2 separate regions of the Sus scrofa genome follow, and region 1 is linked to region 2. The links are chromatin contacts, called in public HiChIP or PLAC-seq maps. All regions are on one chromosome and are shown on one strand. Each heading gives the region's core, a stretch centred on a gene start, on an enhancer-like site or on the middle of the called end of the contact. The rest is flanking DNA. Distances are from core to core; before and after follow the strand shown.

Region 1 (6,009 bases), core at 2,556-5,055, 69 kb before region 2:
TGGGTCGCAGACGTGGCTCGGATCCCGCGTTGCTGTGGCTCTGGCGTAGGCTGGCAGCTACGGCTCCGATTGGACCCCTAGCCTGGGAACCTCCATATGCCGCGGGAGCGGCCCAAGAAATGGCAAAAAGACAAAAAAAAAAAAAAAAAAAAAAAAGAGTGCTGGAAGATGTTCAAGCCTCAAAAGAAAAGGATACGTGTAGCGGGCTTCCCCGAGCGCAGCTGCAGACTGTACGCTCTGAGTGGGGCCATCAGCCAAGGTGTGTTCTGTTAGGCCTCTCCCTGCACCAGGGTCCAAGCTGTGTTACAGCTCCAAGCCTTGGGCTCACCGCCTCCATCACAATGGTGCCAGCTTCCAAGCCTCCAAGGGCTTACTGTTCACCAAGCTGCATATATACTGACACATCTCATCCTCACAACAGCCCTAAAGTCAGGTACTACTATTATCTCCATTTAACTGATGGGGAAACTGTGGCGCAGAGAGGGAAAATAACTGACTCAAGGTCACACAGTAACTGGCTCAAGGTCACATAGTAACACAGGGGTAGGATTTGAGTCCAGGTTGGCTCAAGTCTCAATTGCTGTGCTGTGTGCCTTGAGTTCGGTGCTGGGTAAGACCGAATCAGAAGCTGGTGTGTCCCTTCCCTGCTAGATCAGGAAGCTGCTCTTAGCCTCTGTCTGGAGCCATCACTCCTGAATCCTTTGTCCAGCTGCCAAGAACTGCTTCTGTCGGCAACACCCCGGTTAAAGCCCTTCTGGATACAACCTGCCAAATGCCAAAGGCAGCCACAGGCCCTGGTCCCTGGCTCCCTCTACCAGCCTCATCCTACTTGCTCCATTATACAGCATCAATGCCTTGAGCTGGCCTCAGCCTGGAATGCCTGCCACTAGCTAAGGCCTACTGTCCTTGGAGACCTGCCTATACCTCCTCCCTCAGGAAGCTCTCCTTGGCGAGCCCCCGTCTGCTCCTTCCTACTACAGCCCTGATCCAGGCCCTCCAGAGCTGTGATTACCGCGCAAAACTGCAACGTCTGTCAGCTGCTCTGTTCTCACCACGTTACCAGTTTCCCAGCAATGTCCTCTATCCATCTTGCTGAGGCAGGTCCCTGGCATCTGGCACAGTGCCTGGCATTTAATGGGTGCTCAATATATGCTTGCAGACTGAATAAATGAACTAAAAGCATTCACCTCAGTCACAGTATCCAGTTGTAACATTTGCCACTGTGTCGGTTATTGCTGCCCTTGAAACAAGTGCCCCACCGAAGTTTATGCCACAGGCTTCTGTGTCAGGCCTGGGTTCAAACCCTGGCTTTGCAACCCCCTCTCTGTGACCCAAGGGAGACGTAAGCTCTAAAGCCGGGATGCTACCACCCAACCTGAGCGGCTGGCATGAGGATGAATCCACCACGCGGAGAATACTCAATAGCGCTGGCTTGTCTCCGGGGATGACACGGCAAGTGACAGGCCAGGTCTGAATGTGTGCTGGCCTACTGGAATTCCAGGTACCCAATAAACCCAGAATTTCCCAATTCCCTGCCTCACAATCAACTGTGAGAGGAGATCCGACGGCGCCCCACCCTGGGCACATGCTCCTTTGGGAGAGAGGGGCCCGAACCCTTCTCCACTCCGGCCCTCCCACCCCCACCCTTTGGCGACCCAGCTGCTGCATCTCCCCCCTCCCCCATGCGTCAGGCTGTCCCGCGCTCTGCCCCTCAGCCCTGATCCCAGCAGAGACCGCTCCCTCCTCCTCACTCTGACCCCTGGGCGTCCTCGGCAGCCCTAAGGGTGGCTTCTTCTTGTATTTTTGCTTCGCTCCACTCCACCAGGCTGAGGGGCTGACTCTGGGTGGAATTGGAAGAACTCCAGAACTGGCGGGGGGGCTCACTTTCTCTGGTGCCTGCACTCTCTGAACAGAACCAGCTCCCAGGCCACTCCTCAGGCTTGGCCTCAGGTGACCTGCTGAGGCGAAACCCATTCCAAGGCTGCACAGGCCTCTCATGTACCCTGAGGGGAGTGAGTGGAGTGACTGGGACTGGCGAATGAGGAGCAGAGCACCGTGGAGCTGCTGGTCTGGAAGGCCAGGGCACTGGTCAGAGCCGGGTTAATGACTGATGGGGAGGCTGGGTTACAGCGCTGTCTCTGATAGAGGCGATGCCCACATCTGAAGCCTTCGCAGACAGCAGGACGTCAAAACGGTGCACGGCACACAGACACCAGCCCGAGAGACAGGGCCCAAATCATCGGTGGTGCGCTCTTCTGAGGGGCGGAGTTGGAGCTGATTCTTACTTCCTTTTTTTTTTCTTTTTAGGACCGCACCTGAGCATATGCAAGTTCCCAGGCTAGGGGTCAAATTGGAGCTACAGCTGTGGGCCTACACCACAGCCACAGCAATGCCGGATCCTTAACTCACTGAGCGAGGCCAGAGATCAAACCTGTATCCATGAGGATGCGGGTTCAATCCCTGGCCTCGCTCAGTGGGTTAAGGATCCAGCATTGGCGTGAGCTGTGGTGTAGGTCGCAGGCGTGGCTTGGATCTGGCATTGCTGTGGCTGTGGTGTGGGCCGGCAGCAACAGCTCTGATTAGACCCCTAGCCTGGGAACCTCCATATGCCGAGGGTTCAGCCCTAAAAGGACAAAAGACAAAAACAAAAAACAAAACAAAACTCTACGATGAGTATGGGACACTTTCATGATGGGGTAAGAGAGGGAGATATGTTAGAAAGTGGTTTTTGTGTATGTGTTTTTTGTTTTTGTTGTTTGGGCCACACCCTCGACATATGGAGGTTCCCAGGCTAGGGGTCAAATCAAGCTGTAGCCACTGCCTATGCCAGAGCTACAGCAACGCGGGATCCAAGCCGAGTCTGTGACCTACACCACAGCTCATGGCAACGCTGGATCCTTAACCCACTGAGCGAGGCCAGGGACTGAACTGGCAACCTCTTGGTTCCTAGTCAGATTTGTTTCCGCTGCGACACAACAGCAACTCCTGTTAGAAAAAGTCTTGAACAAAAAAACCTGAATGATATGCTGAAAGATACACTGCGGTAAGACGGGCCCACCCAGAAGAAACCCAGACCCTGCCCACTGGGCGCCGGGAGAGGCTTCTGAGCTAAGGACGGCTGTGCCGGGGGCAGAGGGCCCCAGTGGGGGACCTTTCCAGAACCTTCTCACCCCAGGACCTCAGGTGCCTGCCTGCTGATGCTGCTGGCTGCCTTTACCCGCTTGGTTAACCACCACTTGCTGAGTACCCACATGTATGTGCCCAACACAACCCTGCCATGAGTGATGCCCAGGCCCTGAGGGACAAACACCGCGCACGGTGGCCCCATGTGGGTGGTCAGGAGGGGTTCCGGAGGCTGGCCTTTGACGGAGAGGCAGACTGGGGAGGTGACAGTGTGATTGGGGAACAGAGATGTGAAAAGGCCCCAGGGAGGCGGCAAGACGCACAGACCCTCTGAGGAGTGGCAGGAAGGCCGAGTGGCTGGAGAGCTCCTGGGGCCCTGAAGGGCAGGTTGCGGATGGGGGTGGGTATCTGAGGGCAGCAGAGCTGAGTGGGGTCAACAAGAGCACGGGCAGGGTCAGAGCAGCATTTAGAGCCCCTATGACCACTGTGGAGGACGAACTGGAAGTGACATCAGCTGAGCCCAGGTCACTTGGGACAGGAAGATCCAGGCTGGGCTGAGGGATGAGGCCCTTCCACAGAGGCGAGGGCTCTCCCGCCGCCCCCGTGCCCTCATTGAGCGAGACGTCAGGCTGGGATCAGGCCTCTCCAAGGCCCCTTTCTGCTCTGACCTGCCTTGGCTCCACCTCCCAGAGCTGTTCTGGTCTGGTGATCCCCGGCTGTGACACACATACATGTCTGGGGAGCAGATGCGGCACTTGGCACTGCTTGGCGGGAGGCCAACTCACGTAACAGCCATCACGTTCCTGGGCCTGACAATTGCATCCAGGCCCCCGAACTTCTGACCCCCGGCTCTCCCCACCAGCACACCAGCCTGCGCGTCAGTGGCGCTGCTTCGGTGTCTGTGGTCACAGGCTGTGGACTGGACCCCACCGCCCACACACTTTCCTTTTTAAACAACCAAGACGCGGACATCGGCCAGCCCTTTAAAGTTCCCAAAGTGCCTTCATATACATGCACTCCTGTCAGCACGCTCCTGTCAGCACGGAGCTGGGGATCTTTAGGGCGTTCACATTCCAGTCCGGAGGAAGGTGAGACTTGTACCTGCGACCACCACACAAAGAGAGGAAGGGAGGAGCGGGCTGAGTCCTCAAGAGGAGGAAGTGGCCTCTTGCTGGAGGCCTCAGGGAAGGGTCCAGGCCGAGGAGAGCTGGGTCATCCAGAAATGATCTTAAAAGTAAACTATGCTCATCAGAGAAAACACTTAAGGGTCCAGAGAAGAAAATAAAATCCAGGCGTTGGCAGATGAGTTTTGTTTACCCAGACTGAGGGGTAGGTGTTCTAGGGAGGGGAAAAGCAGGACCCCAGGCCCGGGAGAGTGGAGCAGGGTGGTAGGGACCAGAAAAGGCTGGGAGCCTTCACTCACCCGACAGTCCTGCTTCTCGCTTCCCTTCCTGAAGCCCTGCAATGCGAAATAGTCTCCCTTTGCTGGGGAGCGGACCCTCTGCCCGCCCGACTAACTGCAACTCCTGGTCCTGTCTGACCTCCGGTCTCCAAGTGTCAGCCGGCACCTTCCTCCTCCCCAAAGCCATCTCCTCCAGGTACTCTTATCACAGCTCTGTCACTGGACGGCTTTCCCGGCCCTCCTCCTCCGTTTATCACGCCCTCCCCCTCTGTGTAGGTCCAGAAACCCCTAGGAAGGGCTAAGTGCTGGAAGGGTGACACTTGACACTTTTGATCTCAGGAGCACATCTGCCTTTTCACTATTCTCCTAAGTCAATGAGGGTCAAAGGGTCACGGCCTCTAGTAACCTCTGCGTGAGGCAATTCAACAAACCAGAGCAGCTGTCCAGGCCCTTCGGAAATCCAGAGCCTGGCCCGAAGTGGGATACAGGAGAGAGAGCGCTAGGGCTCTGTCTTTATTGTGTATGTTCCTCTGGGCAACCTGCTCACCTCTGTGTGGCTCAGTGTCCCCATCTGTAAGATGGAACTAATATCTGCATGCTTGCCCTAACAGAAGCAGCCAGGCTCAGATGAGACTTTTTTTTTGGCTGTGCCTGTGGCGTGTGAAAGCTCCTGGGGCAGGGATCAAACCCACACCACAGCAGTGCCCCCAATCCACTGCAGGATCCTTAACCTGCTGTGCCTTAACCTGCTGAGTTCTCCAGATGAGACATGATGTATGAAAAACATTTGTATTATAAAACTTACATGCTAAAATGTTAATGATGACTATCCCTTAGGGGTAATTTTTATTTCTTCTCTTAGTGCTCATATAATTTTTCTAAGTTTTCTATAATGAATATGTGTTGTTTTTAATACCCAAAATAAAACAAAACAGGTTTAAAAAGTATGACACAAACATGAGACACTATTTCAGAGAGTAGCAAGGTAAAGCAGGAAACGCTGAAGAAGCCCATCTCATGGTGCAGCATTCCGGCCAGTGCCTATCATGGAATTCCCTGCCAATCCTGCAGGCGGCACATGTGGTGCCGCGGCAGCACGGGAGGGACACATGGCTGGGAGGAAACAGCGAGTGGTCCAACTGCACTTCTGCCTCACATCCGTTTTATCTGATTGCAGCCCAGAGCTGACACACACCTGCCCAACAGCCCAGATAACTGTGAGGGGAAACCAGTCAGGGATGGGAAGGAGGGGAGGAGGGGGGGAGGAGGGGAGGAGGGGAGGGGGCAAGAGGGAAGGGGAAGGGTGAAAGGAGGGGGAGGAAGGAGGAGGAGGGGGATGATGGGGAGAGGAAAAGCTTTTACTAGGTCGTAGTTGTAATTGTTTTGAAAATAAGCATGAATGTCTCTGGTGACGAAGCTGAGAAGAGCCAGGAGACCCCTTCAAAAACATCTTGTCTGCCCAACACAAGCCCTGGGTCTCACTT
Region 2 (5,634 bases), core at 1,691-4,190:
CTCAGTGGGTTAAGGATCCAGCATTGCCGTGAGCTGTGGTGTAGGTTGCAGATGTGGCTCGGATCTGGTGTTCCTGTGGCTGTGGTGTAGGCCAGCAGCTGTAGGTCTGATTTGACCCCTAGCCTGGGAAACTCCATATGCCGTGGGTGTAAGCCCTAAACAGAAAAATAAATAAATAAAATTTTTAAAAATGAACAAAGCTAACAAAACATAAACAGAATTATAGATTCAGAGAATAAATAGGTGTTTGCCAGAGAGTAGGGTGGCAGGAGTGGAAAGGAAAATTGACAGAGATTCAGAGGTATGAACTTTCAGTTGCAAAAGGAGTGAGTCATGGGTATAAAATGTATAGCGTGAGGAATATAGTTAGTAATTATGATGACACAATTATCTTTGCATGGTGACATCTCATAACTAGACCTATCATGGTGATCAGGTTGAAATATATAGAAGTATTGAATCTCTATGTTGTGTAACAGGAACTAATGTAGTTATAGGTCAATTATACTTCAAAAACAAAACAAATCCGTAGAAAAACAGATCAGATTTGCAGTTGCCAAGGTGAGGGGGTGGGAGAAGGGGAACTGGATGAAGGCAGTCAAAAGGCACAGGCTTCCAGACATAAGCTAAGCAGGTACTAGGGTGCGATGTACATGATAAACATAGCACTGCTCTATGTTATATGTGAAAGTTCCTGAGAGAGTAAATCTTAAGATTACTCATCACAGGGAAAAAAATGTTCTATTTAATTTTGTACCTATATGAGAAAATGGATGTTCACTAAACTTGTACTAATCACTTTATGATGTAAGTCAAATCACTGTGCTGTACACCTTCAGCTTATAAGGGCTCTATATCAACTATATCTCAATAACGCTGGAGGAAAAAAAATAAAGTGTGTTACTTTTCCAAAAGAAAAAAAAAAAAAAGAGTGCTGACATGGCTAAGAATGGCTCTGAGGACTCAGATAGGCAATTGACCTTTGAACAATGCAGGGGCTAGGGGTGCCTCTGGCCAGGCAAAAATCCACATATCACTTTTGTTTTTTCTGCTTTTTAGGGCAGCAGCCGGGGCATATGAAAGTTCCCAGGCTAGGGGTCTAATCAAAGCCACAGCAACTCGGGATCCGAGCCTCATCTGTGACTTACACCACAGCTCATGAAAATGCTGGATCCCTGACCCACTGAGAGAGGCCAGGGATCCAACCCACGCCCTCATGGATGCTAGCTGAATTCGTTTCCACTGCGCCACAACGGGAACGCCCATGTATCACTTTAGTTAGCCCTCAATACCCCAGTTCTAGATGCAGATTCAACCAACTGCACACGGTGCAGTGCTCTTGTATGTGTTTATTGCAAAAAATCCATGTGTAAGTGGACTCATGAAGTTCCAGCCCCTGTTGTTTAAGGGTCAACTGGATTGAGGTTATACTCATCTAAGCAGAAATTTGTCACTGTGGGAATTTCCGTCGTAGCTCAGTGGAAACAAATCTGACTAGTATCCATGAGGACGCAGGTTTGATCCCTGGCCTCACTCAATGGGTTAAGGATCTGGCGTTGCTGTGGCTGTGGCTGTAGCCAGCAGCTGTAGCTCCAATTCAACTCCTATCCCGGGAAACTCCATATGCCACAGGCGCTGCCCTAAAAGACCAAAAAAAAAAAAAAAAAGAAAGAAAAGAAAAGAAAAGAAATTTGTCACTGTGGCTCTTCCCACCTGCCCTCCCCCTCACCCCCGTGCCTTCACACTACACAGGAAACCCTCTGGGCCTTGAGATGTGCTCCGCCAGTTCACCTGTCCCCCTCACCTCCACGCAGCATTGCGCATCCAGTGGGATGGTACCCCTTTTCTCCTTGCAATCTTCACTCCCAAAATAGCAGAGGCAGCTGGGCTGCAGCTGGAACCAGCGTTCTGCCCAGTTCCTCCGCAGGTGTCCTCGCTTCCACAGGTAGCCCTGCCAGCCAGAGCAAAGTCAGAGGCATGCCTGGCCCCCCTTCGCCCCTCCCTGGGGTCCTCCCCTTGTTCCCAGCTTGGCCTGACCTGCTTCAGGACGTCTTGGATGAGCTCCTGGTAGACCTCGTGGATGGCCATGCTGAGGGTGTCCCGCCCCACGCCTCGCAGACAGCGGCCCGAGTTGAAAAGCTCCAGGAACTGCCAGACGCTGAGCCCGCCGGAGCTCTGGGCTGCCTGGGCCTCCTGGGCCAGCAGCTCCTCCAGCTCCCCCAAGCCCACCTCCAAGCTCATGCTGCTGAGCACCTTCTTCAGCAGGTATTCCACCTGGAGGGTGAGGGAAGGCCTGGTGGCTGCCGCAGGCAGTGTTGCCGGTGCCAACACCAGGGGGCGCTCCAACACCAACATCAGGCTCCCAGGGCCTGGGCAGAGGTGACCAGGGACCAGGTTGAGGGAGGGGGTCAGAGGACAAAACACTGGTGGACACCTGGGTAGAGATTTGGGAGGGGGTCCTGGAACCCCACATTCAATTCAGGCATCCCCTCTCCTCCCTCAGCCCCACTCCTTCCTGCCTTGAATGAAGGGCAGGGTGAGGTGGGAGCTGAGGGCTGGGGGGCCAGGCAGAGGCAGCAAAGCATAGAAAATGTCAGAGGGGTTACAAGGGCCCCCTCATCCAACACCCTCACTTTGTAGATGGCAAAACTGAGGCTCAAAGGAGGAAGTGACTCGTTCTGAATCACACAGCAAGTTGGTAGCAGCCAGAACTCAATTCAAATCCACATCCCATTTGAGTCCTGATTCCAAGCCCCAAGCCCCAACCCTGGGGATCCTTCCCCTCCAGGAGGGCAAGGGGATTGGGGCTGGGAGTAAGCAGGGCAGGGACAGGAAACCTGTTACAGAGGAACAGGAAGTGGTGGTTGGGGTACATCCTGCTGCAGTATGTTCACACTGCATGTTGATCACAGCAGCAAGCAGCTCTCCGGCCTCCGAGAGGCCACCTCGCCCTGCCTGCCGTGGGTCTGACAAAGGTGTCCACCAGGTGTCTCAACAGATAGATACACGTCCCTCTACTGCCCCAGCAGCTTCAAGGAAACTCTCTCCAGGATTTTCACTCTGGGGGCTGCCACGTCTTGGCTGGGAGTTGCGGGGAGGGGGGGGGGGCACCCTTTGTTCTTTCCACAGACAGAAGCGAGGACATGAATCTGAGTGCAGTTAGGCCAGGACTTTGTGTGAACACAGCAGCCCCCTGGCCAGTGTACCCTGCTCTAAAGACCTAAATTTGCCCTGGTATCTTCACAGCTCCCAAGAGGGCTTAAGGGTCAGGAAAAGGCTTTTCAGGATGGGGGCAGGGGGGCGGGGGGTGAACAGAGGGAGGATGCAGGTCTACTGGAAAAGCAGCACCTGCCCTGGCTTCACCCATGAGGTGAGGAGGTAGAAGCTGGATTTGAGGCCTCTACTCCCAGGGTGCCCTCTCTGGGGCCCTGCGGTGAGTCTGTTGGGGCGCACTCCCCCCCCAGATTGGGGAAGATAGGAAGAGACGAGCTGAACCAGGGCCAGACCTGGTTGCTCCCTTGGAAAAACTGGAGCGATGTCCCCGGAAGGTCTCCATTCCCCTAACAGAGCACCCTCTCAGGCTGCCACAGTGCCTGAGGTCCTAAGTGTTTTCGTTTTGAAACGGCCAGTAATGCATCAGGCACTGACACCTCGGTGTAGACAGAATTTGCAGCCCGCTTTCCTACTGTGAGGGAAACTGGTTTTGGACCTCCTGGGAGAAGGTGGAATTGCTCGGCTGTGGGGCAGTGCTAAGCGTCTGGGGACAGCTGGGTGTGGACAGGTGCGAGCGCGGGGAGATAACAAAGAAAGGGGATGTGGGAAAGTGCCGAGGCAATTTGGCCTCCTTCATGGTTTTGCTGAGGCCTGGCCCCCAGTGATAAAGTGCCTGAGGTTGCCATCGCCCTCACCTCATCAGGAACCATGATCAGAGGGTACTTGTCCTCAGACAGGAAGTTGAAGAGACACCAGAGGCGGAAGGCATCCTGGTTGGAGAGCATGCTGTTCCCGTTGCTGTCTACCTGGTAGTTCTTCTTGGCCGTCAGGGTCCAGCACAGCTCATCAAAGTGCTCCTTAACGAAAGCCCCCTCCTCCACCTGCCACCAGACCCACATGTCAGCTGAGAAGGCTGCCCGGTCCCTGCTCTGCCACTAACCTGGCTCCAGCTGGCTTCTTAGGGTCGTCTAATCCCTGCTCCCAACCCTGACGAGTCGGGGCTCGAAATTGAGGAATCCCTGAGCTGATTATCAGGTAACTAGCTGGTTCCAATCACGCTACTGCCTCCCCCCATCCACATCCATCCAAGTCCCCGGCCAACAGAGAAACTGGCCCCTCAGCCCAGGGGAGAGAGAAGAGGAAGCCCAGAGGGGAGTGGATAGTCAAGAAGAGCCTGAGATGACAGTGACAGCTGAGAGGAGTTGGGGGATGGACAGCTGGGAGGACTGTGTCAGGTACAGGCAGAAGCCCAGCAGGGAGGGGGTGAAGGTCATGGGAAAGGTGGTGGCTAAGACAGAGATGAGACTGAGAGCCAGTTAGGAGGGGCAAGTGGCTGGCACGTGAAGGAAGGGGGTGGGACCGCAGGGATGGGCAGAGGGGACAAAAATGGGGGTTTGCAGGGGGAGGAGTTGGGGTGGCGGTGTATTGGTGTGCTGGCCAGGTTGGGAAGCAGGGAGAGCAGAGAGCTTTGAGGGCCCCACCTTGTCCAGGATGTACTTGTTGAGGTAGGGCATGTATCCTTGGCTGGACACAGGGCCATCGTCATCATCTCGGAAGTGCTCCTCCAGGGCCACGGGGTCGTGAGGGATGTGCAGGACTGTGTACAGGTTGTGGGACAGCACCTGAGACAGAGTGGCAGTTTGTCTTCCTGGACCCCAACCAAAACTGGGCCCAAGGGCTGTTCCCACCTTCCCGCTTGTCCCCTTCCATCCTGGCTAAGGCTTCTGCACATGGTATTCAGTTCAATCATAACTAAAATTCATCTGTAAAAATTATATGTGTGTGTTTATATACACCCAGGAGAATGTTATTCAGTCATAAAAAAAAAATTGAATGAAATCTTGTCATTTGCAACAACATGGGCATACCTTGAGGGCGTTACGCTAAGTGAAGTAAGTCCAACAGAGAAAGAAATACTGTACAATCTTGCTTATATGTGGATTTTTTTTTTCCTGCTTTTTTAGGGCTGCACCTGAGGCATATAGAGGTTCCCAGACTAGGGGTTGAATTGGAGCTGTAGCCACCGGCCTAAGCCACAGCCACAGCAATGTGGGATCTGAGCTGCGTCTGTGGCCTATACCACAGCTCATGGCAACGCCAGATCCTTAACCACTGACCAAGGCCAGGGATTGAACCCGCATTCTCACAGATACTAATTAGATTCTTAACCAGCTGAGCCACAACTGGAACTCCTACGTGGATTTTTTAAAATAGGGGGAAAAGAGGAGTTCACAGATACAGAGAACAGATGAGTGGTTTGAGGGGTATGGGGTGGGGAGTGAATGGGTGAAGGTGGTCAAAAAGTACAAACTCTGGGAGTTCTCTGATGGCCTAGTGGGTTGAGGCTCCTGCGTTCTCACCGCTGTGGCTCTGGTTGCTGCTATGCGGCGTAGGTTCAATCCCTGGCCCCGGAATTCCCAT

Evidence for each region. HiChIP or PLAC-seq counts read pairs in DNA pulled down with a chosen protein or histone mark.
Region 1: an H3K27ac HiChIP or PLAC-seq map of alveolar macrophages shows a contact between it and region 2. The contact joins two enhancer-like sites. A contact is called at or near these places in 4 of 47 Hi-C or Micro-C datasets (embryonic fibroblasts, heart right ventricle, skeletal muscle and 1 more) and 2 of 2 datasets of contacts at active chromatin or transcription factors (alveolar macrophages and skeletal muscle).

What each region holds. Positions count from the first base shown.
Region 1 is chr7:31,272,622-31,278,630 of Sscrofa11.1, reverse strand. All of the region lies in intron 2 of PPARD (peroxisome proliferator activated receptor delta), which reads right to left. Among named protein-coding and RNA genes, the nearest start is that of RPL10A, 52 kb to the left of the region's middle. Within about 2 kb of position 3,805, at least 33 of the 83 cell types and tissues checked have an H3K27ac peak or open chromatin away from gene starts, as enhancers often do. A contact at or near this core is called in alveolar macrophages, where this site is marked.
Region 2 is chr7:31,203,492-31,209,125 of Sscrofa11.1, reverse strand. It overlaps DEF6 (differentially expressed in FDCP 6 homolog), which reads right to left. Exons shown (of 11, transcript XM_001929239.6): 2 at 4,695-4,835; 3 at 3,909-4,094; 4 at 2,038-2,274; 5 at 1,805-1,951. Among named protein-coding and RNA genes, the nearest start is that of DEF6, 15 kb to the right of the region's middle. Within about 2 kb of position 2,940, at least 19 of the 83 cell types and tissues checked have an H3K27ac peak or open chromatin away from gene starts, as enhancers often do. A contact at or near this core is called in alveolar macrophages, where this site is marked.